2 separate regions of the Arachis hypogaea genome follow, and region 1 is linked to region 2. The links are chromatin contacts, called in public Hi-C maps. All regions are on one chromosome and are shown on one strand. The core of a region is the stretch at or near the end of the contact, and the rest is flanking DNA. Distances in the headings are between cores, read along the strand shown.

Region 1 (2,908 bases), core at 11-2,510, 110 kb after region 2:
ATTTCAAGCAATGTTCCAGATGAGATTCAACAACAAACATTGTAAGATTTGATATAAGAAAAATTAAAACAAAGTGAACACTCAAGACTAGAGAGGTTTTAACTACCTAAAGCTGGAACAGACTTATCATTGAAGTACTTCTCAGGAAACAGGCCTCTGATATAACTGATGTTAAATATCGCAATTCGGAGCAGGTTCCTCGTCTAGCATATGAAATTTCAAATTAGGTAACGAACAAGAAGATCTGATACAATGTATTCATAATACGTTGAGAGAGAGAGAGAGAGAGAGAGAGAGAGAGAGAATACATTTTATCAAACAGAATCAGAGCAACCAGATACTAAAATTAAAGACTGGAAGAAATGGCGTAAGCTAAACATAAATTTCTTACTGAAATGAACTACCGAATTTCTCCATGTAGAACTCAATACCAAAAGAAACAGCATAAACGTGATTTTGAAACTGAAGTTTAATATAGAGAAGAAACATCAAATTCATACAAAGCGAATAAAAGTTATCGAATGAAAATACAGCAGTGATTGAAATAGAGAAAACTCAGAAGTAAGCACAAGAGAATCTCAGATCCATACGTATTTTGCAGGAAAACCTAACAAAAATATAGAAAATATGAAACGTAAATGAAGCTAAATTGCAGCTAAGAACCAGAAGCAGCGAATCCTGCTCGGTGATTTCAGCTTCCTTCACTTTCTGTGCAACCACCTGAAGAAACGAAACTGAAAATCAGAGAGAGAGAGAGAGAGAGGAATACGAAGGAATGAAAGATGTATGCAAACAATTTCAGGTCTCACCATTGTTTCTGCAGTTAGTTGAAATTCGAGAGTAACAGCGAAGAAGAGAGATAAGATGTTTCTGTAGGATTATTATTTGAATGAGAGGAATGTAGCGGGAGTGAATGAAAGCAAAGGAGCATGGTGTTATTTATAGGCTGAATCAGATGCACTACCCAGTACCCAAGTTCGCACCACCGTAACCGTTTCTGTGTTGGAGGTTCAGTCGATGTTGCTAATTTGAAAGATGCTATTGAATTCGGCTGTGTCTCGTCACACGAGTTTAGTGAGTGAGTGAGTTGGCGCCAAAAGCCAGGTAGATAAATTTTGTTTGGGCTCGTATTTTTTTTGGGACTTGGGCTTATTTTTTGGTATAATAGAAATTCAAGCCAACATCGACCAATTGGATATTTAGATCCAAAATATGAACCGCACGGTGTGTTATAGCATCATCTTCTTTGTTGGATTCAACTGAACCCTGAATCAGTTTGAGATGAACCTTCAAATTACCTGGTCGGGTGGGTCGGGGTTCGGGTATGGCTTTGGGTTTAGTCTAAGACAAAAAAAAAAAAAAAACACCTTCAAATTACCTCCACATTACACAGAGATGACTTTTCCACTGGATAAATTTGTCTTTAATATTTCCAAACAAAAGTAATACATAAATACACCACAAAAACTTAAACTAAAAGTCCAAAACCTAGAAAGTTCCAACAATTTATCATTACGACCAGAGACTATTAATTTATCAAGTCATTAACAAAATAAGTAGAAGCCAGTAAATATAATTAAATAATTTTAAATATGTAAAATAAGAGGTAAAATTAATAAAACTTTAAAATAGAAAAAACTATAGAAAAACAAGTATTTTTAGGAGAGAAAGTAAACCAACCTTATAAGTTGTGAATGAAGAGGAAAAATGAGGAGAACGAACCACAAGCATTGACCAGACGCGAACCCAAGTAAATGAAAGAGAGGCATTTCTCCTCACAAATTTTTTGACAAAAAAAAAAACTAATAATTATATATAAATATTAATATTTATCTTTTTGTTATATTATGTTTACTTCTAAAATAAATAAGTAAATCAACTAAAAAATAGTGATAATTAGTTTCATGATACTATCTAATTAGAAATTATTTAGAATATGTCTTAGAATATTAATCGTTCATTTAAGTAAGTGTTAAGAATTCAAATTCTGCTTACAATAATTTATTGGACAACGATAGACTCTTAAATAGAGCTCAGATCAACTACAGATTAATCTTTGATCTGTTATGTTAGCGTATACTGTAAAAATTAATATTATATATATTATCTTATATATTTTTGCTCTGGTTACTAAATTTTTCTGTATCTGTCACTGACAGTAGCTACAAACAAAAAGAGAGAGAAGGTGAAAGAAGAACATGTTTGTTCTTGTTCTCCCAAGTGATTCTTCTCACTTTATCACTTTTTAAATTTTTACATTTTCACTATTGAGTTGCAATGAGTAAACACGCACAATAGTCTACCAAATTCAAATCGCTACCTAATTTAATTCTTAATTTAACCCATTCACCTTTTGAGTGCATTCAGAATATGTAAATTTTTTGTTGTATCATATTCTGATTATTGAGTACTCAAAATATGTGTGTAATGTGAATAGAATCACAGTATCTAAAATATTAACATTACTAATATCAATAAATATTTTCTGCGTTACTAATTTCATTTCAAGGGTAAGACATAAATACACCACAAAAGTTTAAACCAAAAGTCTAAAAATAAAAGGGCCCAACAATCCGGGACTATTAATTCATTAAGGGCTCGTTTGAAAAGCTTCAAAAGTAACTTTTTTGAGTTTTTGACTTATGAAAAGTAGCAGTATTAATGTCTGGTGCAATTTTCAAAACTAAATTGCAGCTTTCTAAGAAGTTATTTAGAAACTTATAGAGAAGTTAAAAAAATGACTTCTTTCATAATATTTTCGCGGTGCGGTTTGGTTCGGTTTTTGATGGAAAAGTCATCCGATCTGATCGTCTAATTAAACTACGGTTCGGTTTGGTTCGGTCTTTTTACAATACCAACAATAAAGTAAACAATGCCAACAAAAATTAGTTAAATTACATACCTGACT
Region 2 (2,907 bases), core at 284-2,783:
TTTGACAACTCTTTACCAAAATTGATTTTGGTAAAATAAATATTGTTTAGATAATATTAGTTAAAATCACTTTTAGATAGATAATTACTTAAAAGGATATGACATTAAATTATAATATTTTTTTTAATACATGTTTAATTTTTTTTATATTTTTTTCTTATATGTTTTTTATATAGTATATTTTTAATACTCTTAGTACTCTTTTTTAGTACGTTATCATTTTTAACTATTATTATTATTTATAGTTAATTTTTTTAATTTTACCTAATGAAATCAATAAATTCTATTATAAAAAGGTAATAATAAATATAATACACAAAAATTATAAATATAAAAATATATAATGTCAAATAAAAAAATTAATAAAAAATATAAATAATAAATAATAAAAAAAGTTTATATAGAGAGAAATAATAAGAATTTTATAAATAATGCAATAACATGTATAAAAGATAAAGTTGGTAAAAGAAAAATAAATGTTGAAAGTAGTGGCTAAAAGCATGTTAGTGCAACGGAGAAGTTAGAAATTATTACTTCTTGTAATGTGGTTTTATGAACAAAATCACTTCTGCATTTGTAGAGAAGAAAATTGCTAAACAAAGAATTGAAGCTTTCAAGAAGTGCTAAAGTATTTTTTTCCTTCAAACGTGGTTACCAAACACACCCTTAATCTATTCAAAATCAGGAAATAAACAGCAAATAAAACACAGAATTATAATTTTTCATAATGATAAACAAAACAATAATTATTTTTTATCTACATGAACCACTTGCTTATTTTATTTGAGGCAATTGATTTCCACTTTTGTTGCTCTTTGAATTCACTTTTCACCCTATATACAATCTCAATGTTATAAAACAAGTGGGATACATATTTAGCTTTGTTATTTAAAATCGTTGATCCCAACTTATCTCCTCTCTTCTTTGTATCCAACTAACTAACTCCTTACAATCTACCACTACTGTTATATCTTCTTCACACATGTCCGCATCTTCAAGAAGGAATTGCACTGCTTCATGTACTCCTATTAAAATTACTTCCCCTCTTGATCTCTTGTGGCATACATCTTCCATGAAACACTTAATATCACTTTCACCATTTGTTATATATATACCTACAACATATTTGTCTAAATCCGATTTATATATGCCATATTATCACCACTCTCACTTTTTCTTTTGTCAGTTATCATTTCTGTTAGAGCTAGTTATTTTTTTTTTATTCTTTCTAACATTCCATTACATTACTAAGCATCTAACTTGCTCCCACCCACTACTCTAAGCCACAATCTTATTCTCAAACACTCTTAGATTCTTATTCTTCCAAATCACTCAAATGATAGCAAAGAAATAAATAAGCCGCATTTTTCTTTTTTTTTCTATGTACTTCATTATTCATACAACTTTCAAATTATGTTTTATTTTATGTTATTACTACCCACCCAACTAATATTTTTCCAATATAATCTCAACCACCATAATTTAGACATATAAGAACAATGCAAGAACAAGTAATTACCTATTTGCCATCACATAACACACACCCATCATCTCCTTGTTGTACAATTCGCCTCTTGACAAAAACGTCTTTAGTGTTTAGTCCTTCTGAAATTATAAACCACACAAACACTCAACTCTTGGGCACCAAACTTCGCCAAACATCATCAAAAATGTGTTTTATTGTCCGCAAACTATATGTTTTTTCCATAACTATGTTAATAAAGGACTTTGTTGTATATCTCCCATCCAACAAATTTTATAATTCTGTTATGAGTTTTTTCTCTCTCAAAGAACTCTTTCTGCCATTGTAAGTTCCAGACCCAAGATGAACCAATCCACACACCACAGCCTTTAATGTAGCTTTCCTTCATATTTGATATAGTGAACAATTTTGGGTATCTATTCGCTAAAGATTTATCACCAATCCACGCATCCTTCCAAGATCTTGTCTTACTGTTATCCCCACACACATCTTTCATCACTCTTTAGCCATCTCTTTGTACACATCCTTCTTTACAATATTCACAATATCTTTCCATGACCCATTAAAACCCTTACAAGCATGCTCACTCATTAAGGAATCAGTTCCAACATCTTAGCGAGACCCAACAACCCTTTTCCACAATAGCTCACTCTCATATAAGAATCTCCTCCTCCATCGAATAACATGATAGCGTTTCTCATTTCGATATCACCAAACCCCAATCTCCCGTGCTCTCTTGATTTTTGTATTGTACTCTACTTTATTGTTAGCATAATTCTTTTTCCTTTTTTACTCCCCCAAAAGAATCTTGATTGCATGAAAATTATCTTCTTTTCAACTTCTTTCAGTATCTTAAAAAGTCTTAAGTAGTACATAGGTAGACTATTTATGAATAATTTGATGATGACTACTCTTCCCGCTTTAGATAGTGGGCTAGCTTTCCAACAACTCAACTTCTTCTCAATCTTATCAAGCAACAGCTTTCATGTGCTAATTCATCGTGGGCTTGCCCTTAAAGGAATTACAAGATAATTAATCGGTAGGCTTCCTATTTTGCAACCCGTTGCTTCTGTCATCCTGTTCATGTCGTGTTCCCCACAATTTACCGAGATGATAAATAACTTATCAAAATTAATCTCCAACCCAAATATCATGTCAAAGCATTTTAGGATTCTCCTCTAATTTTTCAATACCTTTGGTTTTGATGGGCAGAAAAGAATGGTATCATTTATGAATTGAAGGTGCGACAGCGATACACTTCTTTTCCCAACCAACAACCCCTCCACCAAGTGTTGATTCGAAGCTACATCAACAAGCTTATTTAGAACTTTTGCTATACGAATAGAAATGGTGACATTGGGTCACCCTGCTGTAATCCCCTTTCCATATTGAACGGTTTAGTCGGCGAGCCATTAACCATAATT

Evidence for each region. Hi-C and Micro-C count contacts between places; a contact is called where the count stands out from the background.
Region 1: a contact with region 2 is called in a Hi-C map of leaf, with 2.8 times the contacts expected there. The contact joins two enhancer-like sites. A contact is called at or near these places in 2 of 8 Hi-C or Micro-C datasets (both in leaf).

What each region holds. Positions count from the first base shown.
Region 1 is chr20:13,638,156-13,641,063 of arahy.Tifrunner.gnm2.J5K5, forward strand. It overlaps LOC112783908 (meiosis-specific protein ASY1-like), which reads right to left. Exons shown (of 22, transcript XM_072230938.1): 2 at 664-720; 3 at 107-203. Among protein-coding and RNA genes, the nearest start is that of LOC112783908, 18 kb to the right of the region's middle. Within about 2 kb of position 1,261, at least 3 of the 3 cell types and tissues checked have open chromatin away from gene starts, as enhancers often do.
Region 2 is chr20:13,532,823-13,535,729 of arahy.Tifrunner.gnm2.J5K5, forward strand. No RefSeq gene overlaps it. Among protein-coding and RNA genes, the nearest start is that of LOC140182570, 6.8 kb to the right of the region's middle. Within about 2 kb of position 1,534, at least 2 of the 3 cell types and tissues checked have open chromatin away from gene starts, as enhancers often do.